Linked DNA regions of Mus musculus: regions 2, 3 and 4 are each linked to region 1. A link is a contact called in public HiChIP or PLAC-seq data. All regions are on one chromosome and are shown on one strand. The core of a region is the stretch at or near the end of the contact, and the rest is flanking DNA. Distances in the headings are between cores, read along the strand shown.

Evidence for each region. HiChIP or PLAC-seq counts read pairs in DNA pulled down with a chosen protein or histone mark.
Region 2: a contact with region 1 is called in an H3K27ac HiChIP or PLAC-seq map of embryonic stem cells, with 17 times the contacts expected there. The contact joins two enhancer-like sites. A contact is called at or near these places in 2 of 15 datasets of contacts at CTCF or cohesin (both in the NIH/3T3 cell line), 1 of 484 Hi-C or Micro-C datasets (nephron progenitors) and 26 of 115 datasets of contacts at active chromatin or transcription factors (the NIH/3T3 cell line, bone marrow-derived dendritic cells, cardiomyocytes and 9 more).
Region 3: a contact with region 1 is called in an H3K4me3 HiChIP or PLAC-seq map of embryonic stem cells, with 7 times the contacts expected there. The contact joins two enhancer-like sites. A contact is called at or near these places in 5 of 15 datasets of contacts at CTCF or cohesin (CD8 T cells, the NIH/3T3 cell line, embryonic stem cells and 1 more), 2 of 484 Hi-C or Micro-C datasets (bone marrow-derived macrophages and pancreatic cancer cells), 43 of 115 datasets of contacts at active chromatin or transcription factors (the 230-238 cell line, CD4 single positive thymocytes, CD8 T cells and 20 more) and 4 of 9 other capture datasets (embryonic stem cells, embryonic tail, embryonic trunk and 1 more).
Region 4: an H3K27ac HiChIP or PLAC-seq map of embryonic stem cells shows a contact between it and region 1, with 7 read pairs. The contact joins two enhancer-like sites. A contact is called at or near these places in 5 of 115 datasets of contacts at active chromatin or transcription factors (embryonic basal ganglia, embryonic stem cells, extraembryonic endoderm stem cells and 1 more).

Annotation. Positions count from the first base shown.
Region 1 is chr4:146,053,528-146,057,269 of GRCm38.p6, reverse strand. No RefSeq gene overlaps it. Among named protein-coding and RNA genes, the nearest start is that of Zfp987, 42 kb to the left of the region's middle. Within about 2 kb of position 1,724, at least 10 of the 459 cell types and tissues checked have an H3K27ac peak or open chromatin away from gene starts, as enhancers often do. A contact at or near this core is called in embryonic stem cells and expanded potential stem cells, where this site is marked.
Region 2 is chr4:146,923,768-146,927,509 of GRCm38.p6, reverse strand. All of the region lies in intron 6 of Zfp993 (zinc finger protein 845), which reads right to left. Among named protein-coding and RNA genes, the nearest start is that of Gm21411, 24 kb to the right of the region's middle. Within about 2 kb of position 1,984, at least 13 of the 459 cell types and tissues checked have an H3K27ac peak or open chromatin away from gene starts, as enhancers often do. A contact at or near this core is called in embryonic stem cells and expanded potential stem cells, where this site is marked.
Region 3 is chr4:145,432,122-145,435,863 of GRCm38.p6, reverse strand. Gm42346 (gastrula zinc finger protein XlCGF71.1-like) reads right to left here. Exons shown (of 3, transcript XM_030253952.1): 2 at 2,050-2,118. Among named protein-coding and RNA genes, the nearest start is that of Gm42346, 22 kb to the right of the region's middle. Within about 2 kb of position 1,648, at least 6 of the 459 cell types and tissues checked have an H3K27ac peak or open chromatin away from gene starts, as enhancers often do. A contact at or near this core is called in embryonic stem cells, where this site is marked.
Region 4 is chr4:145,487,778-145,491,519 of GRCm38.p6, reverse strand. No RefSeq gene overlaps it. Among named protein-coding and RNA genes, the nearest start is that of Zfp990, 21 kb to the left of the region's middle. Within about 2 kb of position 1,934, at least 1 of the 459 cell types and tissues checked has an H3K27ac peak or open chromatin away from gene starts, as enhancers often do. A contact at or near this core is called in embryonic stem cells, where this site is marked.

The sequences.
Region 1 (3,742 bases), core at 475-2,974:
CCAAAAAAATTCTACCAAAATGTTACATTGATAAATGTAGCAAAGTGTCTGCATACACAATTGACTTGAAGAAATCATTAGTTCTGCTCCACACAAATAAACAGGCTGATAAACAGCCTGAAAAAGAAGTTAGGGAAACAGAACACTTCACATTAGCCATACAGAAATAAATAAATAAATGAATAAATGAATAAATAAATAAATAAATAAATAAATAAATAAAATGCATTCACATTTCTCTAAGTAAGCAAGTGAAAAGCTACATGGCAAGAAATTCAAGTATCTGAAGAAAGAAACAGGAAAATATCAGAAGTTGGAAATACCTCCCTTGCTCATATATCAATAGGATAAACATAATGAATATGTCCATCTTACCAAAAAGAAACTTAGAGATTCAGTGCAATTCCCTTCAAAATTCCAGCACAATTCTTCACAGATTTTGAAAGAAAAAATCGCAACTTCATATGGAAAAGCAAAAAAACACAGGATAGATAAAATATTTCTGAACAACAACAAAAAGAACTTCTGGAGGCATCAATATCTGTAATTTTAAGCTTTACAGCACAAAAATTAGTAATAAAATTTTGCACGGTACTGGTATAGAACTAGATAGGTGGATCATTGGAATTCAATAGAACACACAATAATAAACCCACTCACCTACGGACACAATTATTGGCAAAGAAGCTAAAACCATACATTGAAAGTGGAGAGCATCTTCTATGAATGATGTGGTCTAACTGGATGTCTTCATGCAGTAAAATGCATATAGATCCATATTTATCACCCTGCATATCACTCAAGTCCAAATGAATCAAAGACCTCATTATGAATCTATACACATCTAAATTAATAGAACAAAAAGTGGGGAATAGCCTTGAACTCATTGGAATAGAAAACAACTTCCTTAATAGAACACCCATAGCCCTGATACTAAGGTCAAGAATTAATAAATGGAACATCATAAATGTGAAACCCTTCTGTAAGTCAAAAGACAGCATGATCAGGATACCTATAGATTAGGCAAATATCTTCACTTGTTCTACATACAATCGTCAAGGATTCCTGCTTCTAAGTAGAATGAGGGGAGACTTGTGTGAGGGGTTATAGGGAGAAGAGGAAGGGCTGATATTGTGATCTAGTGTGAGCAAATAACTTCAATCTAAAAGATACACATGAAGAATAGGAAGACCTTCATTTACATGGAAAATAGAAAATAGAAGCATGACATGTGAATATGCATGTACTGCTTGCAAGGTGAAATGATGATTGTCTAAAGAATTCTCCAAATATTTCAGACCAAAAAAGTATAGAAATTTGAATTGTCCTAATTTTACAATGCATTACAATTATCATTTCTATGTTTATTAACATACACAGAGGTATGAATAGAGTGGTGATCTCATCATTCATATGCACAGTTCAATAAATTATAAAATCCCTAATATTTATTCTTATATAGAAAGTCAATTACATGGTCATTAGGAAAATCTTGAAGATAAATCTTGAAATAGGAAAATAATATTTAAAATAGTTTCATACAAAATTGATTATACAGACAGAATATGAAGAAGAAAATTCATACCATATTTTTCCATACATTTTCAATGATTTCTTTTTTTTTTAATTTTAGCAGAGTTTTACCTCTTTACAGAGCATATGTGTAATATGCTCTGTGCTGTTGCTAACTGGACTCAGAAAAAGGCATCAGATGTCCCAAACTGACATTTAGGGTGGTTGACAGGCACCATGGGGGTCAGGCATTGAACAAGTTTTCTATTTAAAAGATGGTGTTAGCTCCCTTGTCAAAGATCAAGTGACCATAGGTGTGTGGGTTCATTTCTGGGTCTTCAATTCTATTCCTTTGGTCTACCTATCTGTCGCTATACCAGTACCATGCAGTTTTAAATCACAATTGCTCTGTAGTACCGCTTTAGGTCAGGCATGGTGATTCCACCAGAGATTCTTTTATCATTGAGAAGAGTTTTTCCTATCCTAGGTTTTTGTTATTCAAGATGAATTTGCAGATTGTCCTTTCTAATTCTTTGCAGAATTGAGTTGGAATTTTGATGGGGATTACATTGAATCTGATTGCTTTCAGCAAAATAGCCATTTTTACTATATTGACCCTGCCAATCCATAAGGATGGGAGATCTTTCCATCTTCTGATTTCTTCTTTGATTTCTTTCTTCAAAGACTTGAAATTCTTATCATACAGATCTTTCACTACCTTAGTTAGAGTCACACCAAGGTACTTTATATTATTTGTGACTATTGTGAAGGGTGTTGTTTCCCTAATTTCTTTCTCAGCCTGTTTATTCTTTGTGTAGAGAAAAGCCATTGATTTGTTTGAGTTAATTTTATTTCCAGCTACTTCACTGAAGCTGTTTATCAGGTGTAGGGGTTCTCTGGTGGAATGTTTAGGGTCACTTATATATACTATCATATCATTTGTAAATAGTGATATGTTGACTTCTTCCTTTCCAATTTGTATTCCCTTGATCTCCTTTTGTTGTCAAATTGCTCTGGCTAGGACTTCAAGTACTATATTGAATAGGTTGGGAGAAAGTGGGCAGCCTTGACACTGCCAATAAGACAAAAAGGCCACCAACAAACTGGGAAAAAATCTTTACCAATCCTAAATCAGATAGGGGAGGATTATCCAATATATATAAAGAACTCAAGAAAATGGACTCCAGAAAATTTTAAAAAAAAATTTAAAAATGGGGCTCAGAACTAAACAAAGAATTCTCAACAGAGGAATATGGAATGGCTGAGAAGCACCTAGAAAAATGTTCAACATCCTTAATCATTGGGGAAATGCAAATCAAAACAACCCTGAGATTCCACTCACACCACTCAGAATGGCTAAGATCAAAAGTTCAGGTGACAGCAGATGCTGGAGAGGATGTGGAGAAAGAGGAACACTGTTCCATTGTTGGTAGGATTGCAAGCTTATACAAACACTCTGGAAATCAGTCTGGCGGTTTCTCAGAAAATTGGACATAGTACTACCGGAGGATCCAGCAATACCTCTCCTGGGCATATATCCAGAAGATGTTCTAACTGGTAATAAGAACACATGGTCCACTATGTTCATAGCAGCCTTATTTATAATAGCCAGAAGCTGGAAAAAACCCAGATGTCCCTCAACAGAGGAATGGATACAGAAAATTTGGAACATTTGCACAATGGAGTACTACTCAGCAGTTAAAAACAATGAATTTATGAAATTCTTAGGCAAATGGATGGATCTGGAGGGCATCATCTTAAGTGAGGTAACCCAATCAATCACAAAAGAGCTCACATAATATGTACTCACTGATAAATGGATATTAGCACAGAAACTTAGAATACCCAAGATACAACTTGCAAAACATATGATACTCAAGAAGAATGAAGACCAAAGTGTAGACACTTCGCCCCTTCTTAGAATTTGGAACAAAACAATCATGGAAGGAATTACAGAGACAAAGTTTGGAGGTGAGACGAAAGGATGGACCATCCAGAGACTGCTGCTCCTGGGGATCCATCACATAATCAGCCACCAAACTCAGACACTATTGCATACACCAGCAATAATTTGTGCCTGGCAAGCACAGAAGTGGATGCTCACAGTCAGCTATTGGATGGAACACAGGGCTCCCAATGGAGGAGCTAGAGAAAGTACCCAAGGAGCTGAAGGGGTCTGCAACCGTATAGGTGGAACAAAAATTTGAACTAACCAGTACCCCCAGAACTC
Region 2 (3,742 bases), core at 735-3,234, 870 kb before region 1:
AAATCATTAGTTCTGCTCCACACAAAGTGATAAACAGGCTGAAAAAGAAGTTACAGAAACAACACTTCACATTAGCCGTAAATAAATAAATAAATAAATAATAAATAAATAAATGAATAAAAGCTAATTTATTCACATCCCAGCTATCCAAATATCGTTGAATCATAACTGTAATTTATTCCTGTAATTGTTTCATATCATAGGAGATACTATCATCTTTCCAAATACCTAACAAATGTGCCCTTGTCCTATTCCATTCTTCTAAGGATGAATTATATGACAATGGTGTAACACAAATATATTGAAATTTAACATGACATTTAGTGGACAATCTAGCTTTAATATTTGCCACCGCCTGTCCCATTTTCAAAACTACATCTTCTAAGGCATTATTCCTTGCTTCCAATTTCAAATCAATTATCCTTTATTCAGACAAGCCTAAGGTAATATTCCTATGCAATTCATTAACAAAGGTTGCAGTCTGCATACTTTTCACCAGAGCAGTAGTTGAAACTGCAAAGGTAGTAAGCATTGCTATCAAGGCAGATATTCCTAAAATAAGAGCAGCCACACACCTTTTAGGCCTAGTTAGCTCATTAATATTCTTTACAACTTCTAAAGTTGAATTATCATACCAAGATTCTTCCCCTATATCTACTGGCAGCAAAACATAAGCAGGGCGCTTTACAATCATCCTAATAGAAAAATCCTTATTAATTCCTGAAGATATACAATTAGTAAGAGCTATCAAAGGACAAGTTAATATGTCCTAATATCTGAGGACAACAAACTGGTGATCTTCCTGAGATTACTTCACTTTAGGCTAGCAAAATTATGAAAGAGCTTCAGTAGGCAAGGTCCTGGAGAAAATCACTTAAGGAAAGATTGCTGCTCTTAATGTGCTTTTCCTGTCACTATTAAACATAAATATAGACCATTAGGAATCAGTTCACAAGGTTGAGCAGATCTCTGAAGAACTACAAGATGAACTAACTTGTAGTGATACACTAAAGATATGTAGATAGTTTCTTTATCCTATACAATAATGATCCAAAAAATTCCTAAGTTGATGTTAATTACTAAGCTCTTTTAATAACAAAATTAATACCATTCTGATAGTCAGAACTGCAGTGAAAACTCTGCTATCCTTTATTCTCACTTCGGAGATAAAAACCAGACATTTTTCTGCTCAGAGGTTGTAAAAGCATTAGTTAAAAGTCATAAAAAGGGAATGAATGATTTATTATAGGTACAAGAACAGAAGAAAAGAGATTGGCTAGATTTATATTTGCAAAACTTTACTAATAACTTACTTACTATTTTTAACCCTCTGTGAACCTGTGGACCTGTGATAGGTGAGGAATGTATAACCATGTAATTACTCTTAATGAATATGCATGTTAACATTCAGTGTTTTAAACTTCTTATTCGATTTATGATTTGAATTTATGTGTAAACTTGTGATCATTTTTTACCATGTGGTCATGTATTCTGGAAGATGTATAAGGGCTGAGGATAAAGTGAGGAGCACAAATTTCCCTTGTTCAGCTCTAGATCATTCAGCTTTCCCCCCTTTTCTTAGAGAGCTTTCATAGGAAAGATTTACAACTTAGAAATGAACATTAAAATCTCTTTTTAAAGTGTCCCCTTTCTTTCCTCCAAATCAAGCAGCAGGCTGTAAGTTTGTGCGCTGCAATTCATGGGAGACAGCACAGAGGCTACATTACTTACAATCCTGCTGTTAGGCTACAGGTGGTAATTGCCTAATTGCCTAAGCCAGTAGCTTTTAACTCTCAGAATAAACAAAAAAAATATATATATATGCCTTTTTAGAAGTTACCGTCAGCATTCAGTATAGTTAGAAAGTTAGAGTTTCTGGAAGCCATCATTCTTTGAAGTCACACCGAATTCTGTGGTCTGTGTCTCATTTCAAACACTCCAGACTGGGAGCCTCCCAAGAGGCCCTCATATCCAAATGACCTGATCAGACCTTTGGGTCCCTACCTGTGGAGTGGCCCATCGCACAGGCTCAGGTTGTGGGACAGCTTTTCCTAGCCTCGGCTGATCCGTGTGTCCTTCTCCAAGGCTCGGATTTATATTAAAAAGCATTCAGATGCTCAATTTCTTTCACAAAATCACCATGTAACTCGAGGTATCCAGACACGTAAAAGAGAAAATGATTCAGCCTAAGGTCCAGACTATGGAAGGAGTTCTCTGTAATACTTGTGTAGCCTGAAGGAAGCCATGAGTTCAATCCACTGCACTCATAAAACCCTGTGTGGCAGCAGAAGGCTATAACCTAGCACTTAGGGAAGTGAGGCAGCAGGATCAGAAGTTCAAGATTAACCTCAGTGAGATGCTGAGTCTAAATTCTACCAGGGCTGCTTAAGAAATCCTATCAAAAATGGAACTAGGCAGGCATGGTGGTATACAACTTTATCCAGTTCTGGGGAGCTAGAGAAGGGTAGATCTCTGTGAATACAAGATCAACCTGGTTTACATAGGGAGTTCCAGACAAGACTCCACAGTGAGATCTGTCTCAAAATTAAAAAAAAAAAAGAATGAATAAATAAGCCAAGTTATGTCACATAGTTTCAATCTCAGAAGAGGGAAGTTGTCCTAGAACTTTCTGTGTAGACAAGACTTGCCTTGAATTTACAGACATCCCCTCTCCTCTAATTCCATTCTGATTTGTAAGAATGCATCACTCTGGGCTGGTGAGATGGCTCAGTGGGTAAGAGTACCCGACTGCTCTTCCAAAGGTCCGGAGTTCAAATCCCAGCAACCACATGGTGGCTCACAACCATCCATAACGAGATCTGACGCCCTCTTCTGGTGTGTCTGAAGACAGCTACAGTGTACTTATATATAATAAATAAATCTTAAAAAAAAAAGAATGCATCACTCTGCCTAGCTTACTGTCTTAGCTCTTTAGGCCTCTAGGATGCTAAAAAGGTTCTTAACTCTGGGGATGCTGAACCCACAAAATAGGAGTCCCCAATCTTACAATGGAAAACTGGAAAACCATTCTAATCTGGATTGTGAGAAAACACTCCAGAGTGTCATCTACCCAACAAGAGGATGCCTTCCTGTGCCAGGTAGTACACAGATAATAATGGATTAATAGGTTTCATCACTTTTCATGAACACTCAATGATATCTTTTACCTTATTGAGCAGACGTTATATCCATGACAACCATCACAGGAAAGACTGATCACTCTTTACCTGAAAAATCAGATTCCAATACATCCCCAAATTTAAAATTCTTACATTACCACAGTGATGCTATCAGCGACAAAAGTCTGTGGTCTTATGTGATCTCAGTTTCTATTGTCACCTTAACTAAATTTAGAGTCACCTAGGGAACATGATTCTAGACATGTCTATAAGCACATTTCCTCAGAGCTTCAGCTGAGAATGGAATACACAACCTGGATGTATGCAGCACCAAATAGTGGACTGTGGACCTGGGACAAGTAACAAGTAGAAAGCAAGCTGAGCACCACCATGCATCTCTCCCTGCTTCTGTAGTGCAGACACAATGTAACCATTCACATTCATGCCATACTTTCCTTGCAAGTCAGGCTTGTATTTCTCTGGAACCAAGAGCCTGTCCTCTTAAAGAAATCCTTGTTTAAGTTGTTTCTGTCAGGACTCTATTCTGTCTGTCTGCTGTCTGTCTGTCTGTTATTTACCTATCATTCTAGTTGAATGAGTATATGGGCATGAGATTGGAGGTC
Region 3 (3,742 bases), core at 399-2,898, 620 kb after region 1:
AAAGATCTTAACCATTCCTCTGTCTGACAGAGGGCTAATGTCCACTATATAGAAAGAACTCAAGAAGTTAGACTCTAGAGAACCAAATAACCCTATTAAAAATAGGGTACATGGGGGCTAGTGAGATGGCTCAGCGGTTAAGAGCACTGACTGCTCTTCTAAAGGTCCTGAGTTCAAATCTCAGCAACCACATGGTGGCTCACAACAATCTGTAACGAAATCTGATGCCATCTTCTTGAGTGTCTGAAGACAGCGACAGTACACTTACATATAATAAATAAATATTAAAAACAAAAAAAAATAGGGTACACAGCCATGGAAGGAGTTACAGAGACAAAGTTTGGAGCTGAGACTAAAGGAAGGGCCATCCAGAGACTGCCCTACCCAGGGATCCATCCCATAAACAACCCCCAAAACCAGACACCATTTCAACTGTCAACAAGATTTTGCTGACAGGACACTGACATACCTGTCTCCTCTGAAGCTATACCATTTCCTGGCAAATAAACTGGATGTTCAACCAGGAGGTGATGGAGCATGCCTTTAACCCCAGCACTTGGGAGGTAGACGCATTAGGATTTCTGAGTTCGAGGCCAGCCTGGTCTACAAAGTGAGTTCCAGGACAGCCAGGGTTATACCGAGAAACCCTGTCTTAAGAAAAGAAAAGAAAAGAAAAGAAAAGAAAAGAAAAGAAAAGAAAAGAAAAGAAAAGAAAAGAAAAGAAAAGAAAAGAAAAGAAAAGAAAAGAAAGGAGGGGAGGGGAGGGGAGGGGAGGGGAGGGGAGGGGAGGAGAGGAGAGGAGTAAAGAAAAAGAAAGGAAGGAAGGAAGGAAGGAAGGAAGGAAGGAAGGAAGGAAGGAAGGAAGGAAGGAAGAAAGGAAGAGAGAGAAAAAGAGAGAAAGAAAGAAAGTGGATGCTCACAGTCATCTATTGGATGGAGCACAGAGTTCCAAATGAAGGACCTACGGAAACTACCCAAGGAGATGAAGGGGTCTGCAGCCTTATAGGAGGAACAACAATATGAACAAACCAGTACAAACAGTGCTCCCTTGGACTAAACCACCAGGCAAAGAAAACACATGATTGGACTGTGTCTCTAGCTGCATATGTAACAGAGGAAGGCTTAGTGTGAGGAGAGGCCCTAGGACTTACAAAGATTCTATGCCCCAGTATAGAGGAATGCCAGGGCCAGAAAGAGGGAGTGGGTGGTTTGGGGAGCAGAGAGAGGTGGGAGAGGATAGAGGATTATCAGAGAGGAAACTAGGAACAGGGATAGCATTTGAAACATAAATGAGCCTGGCTAGGTGGCCCACCCCTTTAATCCCAGCACTCTGGAGGCAGAGGCAGGTGGATTTCTGAGTGCAAGGCCTGCCTGGACTACAAAGTGAATTCCAGTGCATATGCAAGGACCACAGTTGAAGAAAGGGCCACCAACCCATCTAAAGATTTTTAACCCAGAATGGTTCCTTTCCAAAGGAAATGCAGGGACAAAGAATGGATCAGAAACTGAAGAAACGGCCATCCAGAGACTGCCCCACCTAGGGATCCATCCCATCTTCGGACACCAAACCGAGACACTATTACAGATGCCAAGACGCACTTGCTGAAAGGAGCCTGGTAGTGCTATCCCCTGAGGCCATGCCACAGTCTGACCAATACAAATCCATTTGTGGTGCTTGCAGATAACCATCAGACTGAGCACAGGAACCCCAATGCAAATTAAGTGACACAGGAGACCTTCCTTCCACACTAATATAAAAGGTCAAAATTCGATCCAAAATAAAAATTCGCAATCGATATATTTTTTGAGCATCATTTACAATAGATTACCATTGAGATTTGCAGGTTTTCAGTCCATGGAAATTGCACGGAAAATATAATGGTGTTATATATGTGAAAAGACCAAACCGTTAAATTCTCCTCATCCCAGAAGAAAATGAAGAGATTAGAAAAAATCCTCTTAGATAATATGACCACATATAGATAACAGAACTATGCAGTGGTTTGAATGAAAAAGGATTTTTCAAAGAAATGTGGACAGCACACTGACCTGTGGAGTGTTTACCAGAGAAGAACTCATCCTTTTTCTTTTTTCCCTGTTTCAAATATTGGAACTCTTCTTGAAGTTTCACAACAGGGTTTGAAAAATACAAAAATGAAATTACTACAACTACGTAATAGACAATGATAAACCACATAAAAGAACATTAAAAGCAAAATGATACAAAGAATCTTGTCAACACTTCTACAGACATGAGAGCATGGCATGACATATTTAGTGTAGTAAGGAATATAAGTATAATCTGAGGACGCTTTCTGACCTCAGTGGGCACCTGGCATAAACACAGAGCATATGCATCCAGGCTGTAAAACACTATTATCAGGTTTGTTACTGAGAACTTATCTTCCTGGGACTAGAGTCAAGGACAAATGGCTAGTGCCTACCATGAATCATGCCCAGAGTTGAATGGTGTTTCATTCATTTCAGGTAAGCATTGAGAAGGAATAAAAAAGGGGGAGCTTATTCAGCAGCAAATTTCAGAGGCTGAAAACACACCAGGCCTTAGATAATACTGTATGGAGAGTAGAAGCTTACATGACTAGGCCTAGGTTAATAGATGTAGTCAGGAATCCTCCCAAATTACAGTGACAATAGGAGAATGAAACTTACTTATACAGTAAAAAATAGACACTGCTCAGTATAAAAGCTCTCAAGAATATAAGAGAAGAAACATACCTCAGAAATAAGGCAAGCAGACTCAAAACTAAAGCAACCAGTACAGAGAAGGTCAACAATAATTATTTCACTCTAGTGGGGACTAATGCAACACAGAGCATCAATAAGAACACAGGTCAAGGACAGGAAAACATTTAGAGTGGACAGAATAGGTGATTCAGAAAGCAAGTAGACCTTCTGGAGAAAACCACCTCATATCAGACAATTCACTCTCAACAGACATCTTAAGACACCCTCACAGTAACTTTCTTTTTTTAAAAATATTTTTATTAGGTATTTTCCTCATTTACATTTCCCTATATACATTTACATCCCTATTTAAAACTATGGAGACGGCCACAGATCTAACGGGGTTATTAAAAAAAATATTCTGGCAATCATAAAATTTATTAAAACATGACCTTGAACCCAATTCACAGGGTCTCAAACTTCCTGACAATGGTAAGATATCCACAACAAAATTGTAAGAGTGGCGGCAGAAAATGCACCACTGTTCCACATGCTGGCCTTGCTCCTGCCCATTTCCCAGCCCAGCGCTCCTCTGACCTGGAAGGTGACAGGACCAGCTGCTGAATATCCTAGGAGGCCAGCACAACAACAGCTGCTTAAGGAAGTTTTCAGGTGCCGCAAGTACTGGGCATGACTCTTCCACCAGGAGTTCCTTACCACGAGGCAGCGGAGAAACAAAGAGAATGATGAAATGGCAGAACTTCCTTTTACTTCTGCCTAGCCCCTCCTTCTGGACCCGCCCAATATTCAACAGCTTCCTGGAATTCTTCTAGGCCCACCTACTTCCGGACCTTTTAATTCATTAGCTTCCCAGTTATTCACAGCAATTTTTTTGTTTTGGATTTCTGCTTGTTTGCTTGCTTGCTTGTTTTTCCTTTGCTTTTAATTTGTCTTTTCCTTAAACTCATCAATTCATGCAGGAATCCCACAGTCCCCATCAGGAACCCCTCCCCCAACTCTGTTGCAGGCTGCCTTTCACACAACTTCCCTGGACCTA
Region 4 (3,742 bases), core at 685-3,184, 570 kb after region 1:
TTGTATGGTACTGGTATAGAAAGAAATAAGTAGGTGGATTAATGGAATTCAATAGGAGACCCAAAATTAGACCCACACACCTACAGACACTTAAATTTTGTCAAAGAAGCTAAAACTATACAATGGAAAGGGGAGAACATGTTCTATGAATGATGCTGGTCTAACTGGATGTCATCATGTAGAAAAAAGCATATAGATCCATATTTAGCACTCTGCATAATACTCAAGTCCAAGTGAAGCGAAGACCTCATTATAAATCCAGACATACTTAATCTAATGGAACAAAAAGTGGAGAATAGCTTTGAACTTGTTGGATCAGGAAACAACTTCCTAAACTGAATGGTTGAGAAGCACCTGAAAAAATGTTCAACATCCTTAATCATCAGGGAAATGCAAATCAAAACAACCCTGAGATTCTACCTCATACTAGTCAGAATGGCTAAGATCAAAAATTCAGGTAACAGCAGATGCTGGATAGAATGTAGAGAAAAAGGAACACTCCTCCATTGCTGGTGAAATTGCAAGCTTGTACAACCACCCTGGAAATTAGTCTGGTGGTTCCTCAGAAAATTGTACATAGTACTACCAGAAGATCCAGCAGTACCTCTCCTGGGCATATACCCAGAAGATGTTCCAACTGGTAAAAAGGACACATGCTCCACTATGTTCATAGCAGCCTTATTTATTTTAGCCAGAAGCTGGAAAGAACCCAGATGTCCCTCAACAGAGGAATGGATACAGAAAATGTGGTACATTTACATGATGGAGTACTACTCAGCTATTAAAAACAATGAATTTATGAAATTCTTAGGTAAATATATGTATCTGGAGGAGATCATCCTGAGAGGTAACCCAATCACAAAAGAACTCACTTGATATGCACTCACTGATAAGTGAATATTAGCCCAGAAACTTAGAGTACCCAAGATACAATTTGCAAAACGCAAGAAAATTAAGAAGAAAGACCAATGTGTGGATACTTCATTCCGTCTTAGAATAGGAAACATAATACCCGTGGAAGGAGTTAAAGAGAAAGAGTTTGGAGCTGAGAGTAAAGGAAGGACCATCCAGAGACTGCTCCACCTGGGGATCCATCCCATAATCAGCCACCAAAAGCAGACACTATTGCATACACCAGCAAGATTTTGCTGAAAGGACCCTGATATAGCTGTCTCTTGTGAGGCTATGTCAGTGCCTGGCAAATATAGAAGTGGATGCTCACAGTCATCTATTGGATGGAACACAGGGCCCCCAATGGAGGAGGAAGAGATAGAACCCAAGGAACTGAAGGGGTCTGCAACCTATACGTGGAACAACAACGTGAACTAACCAGTACCCCCCTGAGCTCGTGTCTCTAGCTGCATATGTAGCAGAAGATGGCCCAGTCTGCCATCATTGGGAAGAGAGGCCCCTTGGTCTTGCAAACTTTATATGTCCCAGTACAGGGGAACATCAGGGCCAAGAAGTGGGAATGGGTGGGTAGGGGAGCACGGCAGGGGGAGGGTAAAAGGGACTTTCAGGATAGCATTTGAAATGTAAATGAAGAAAATATCTAATAAAAAATGAAAAAAAAAGAATGCAGACAGTTGATCTTCTCCAACAAGAGGTCTCTGAAAAAGACCCTGAGTGCAGGGTCTAAGCATTCCCACATCTGCAAGAAGTCCACATTGCAGAATTCAACAAAACATGAATGTGCATAGGCAGAGTGCTTTTCATGAACTAAGGAGCCATTTTTCCTCATGTAAGTGAGCAATCAAAATTGTTTAAAAATGCTATCTAATTCTGTCTTAATCTACAGGAAGTTGTCTACATATAAAAATATTTTAGCCTGCTATCATTCTCTCAAAGCATGCTGGGCTGAACTTTGGAAGTATTTAAAGAAATTCAGGAGGAAAAGCTAACTGGGGTGCCTATTAACATATCAATGCAGACATTGTTGCCTAGGTGCTTTCTTGGCTCCTGATTCTGGATCCAACCAGAGAACTCAGACTGCTTTCTCCCTCAGACTGAAATGCCAAAAATTAACCTCTAAGCACCACCAGCAGAAGAACAGGTAACTTCTTGGAATGCTGCAGGCTGCAAGTCTTAGGAAACTAATAAAGCCTCATAGGAAATTACAATACCCTATACAACCCCCTGTATCATGTGAGGAAAGTCCATATCTTAGTCAGGATATAAATATTAATAAAGCTTGCCATATGGTGGAATTGGTTTTTCTCTGGTGATACCCTGGGTTAACAGAACCTACAATATATGTTCTTCTCAGTCATAATTTGCAGCAATCTTGTTTTCATTTTCATTCAAACCTAAGATGTAATATTAATATCTAAGCCTGTGAAGACATATTCTGAATGGTGTATTTAGATCAAAGCCTGCATATACCTTAGTATATTAATGGAGAAATTAATGGAGAGTGTAACTTTATTCAGTAAATGTTAGTATTTACAGTCATATGATGGTGCTTTATAACCTACATTTTCTAATTCAATCAAATCTGCAATGGTCCCTCATATGACTAATATCTAAAATGCTCTCTTGGGATGTCTATTCAGTCCCCTGTTAAAAGGGAAATGAAGTAGCAAACAGAGAAACAGGGGAGTTAGGAAACATGGGAGAATTTGAGTTCAAGGAGCTTTATTGAGGCTTTAGCATAGAGAATTCCTGTGTACAAACTACAGATACTGCCACGGATCTAAGAGGATATTTTAGAAAAAATTCTGGAAATTATAAAATTAATTAAAACATCACCAAAAACCCCAGGTTCATAGTATCTCAAACTTCCCCAAAATGGTAAGATATCCATGACAGAATTGTGAGAGTGGCAGGAGAAAATACACCCCTGCCCACACCCCTGTTCTCCTGCCCATTTCCCAGCCCAACAGCTGCTCTGACCTTGAAGTTGAAAGGACCGGCTGCTGAATGTTCTGGGAGTAAGGCACAGCAACTTCAGCTTAAGGTGGTACCACAAATACTCCAGACTACTCTTCCACTATGACTCCTGACCATGATGTAGCTGAGATACATTGTCTTTTATATATGAAGGACAAGCCCCCTTTTAAAAACTGTATAACAGGTATTTTACTATTTTATCCCCACCTTTCAGAATTACAAGTCTTGCTTCAATTTAGAAATTGCCTTTCCTCTAATGGGCATGTTCAAGTTCATTCTATGCTTCTTGGTCATATACATGAAGGTAAGGATTAATTTAATTTCTTAACAAAAGCTTGTTGCTTTTCCTATGAAGGTAACTTAGCAAGATCTTACATTACAAATCACCATTGCACTCAGAGAAACTGCTCCTGCATTCCTGCAAAGCTGTTAGCTCAGCTTGGGTATTTAACCCCTGATGAGCCTATATCCCTGTAATTTAAAACAGACAAATGTTACACATGTCCTGTCTTTTGGAAAGTTTGCTTTTATTCCTGTATGTATGTACGCTTCATTCTCATTGTTATTTATGCCTTGGCCTAACCTGGGGAAACTTTCAAAGATATGATACAGTATTTGTTTCATTAGTTTATAATGCCAAGGGCTCAAATCAGAAAATACCATTGTTTAAACTTAAAAGGCATATTAAAATTCATGTTTGACTCTTAGTTTCTCATATTCCCCTGACATCCCCTATAATACACAGGGACATCCTATTGTAGAATGAGCTCATCAAACCTTAACAGATATAGATATCAAATTACAAAATAAAATTATAATTATTCATTTCCTTATAATACTTTATAGACCAATA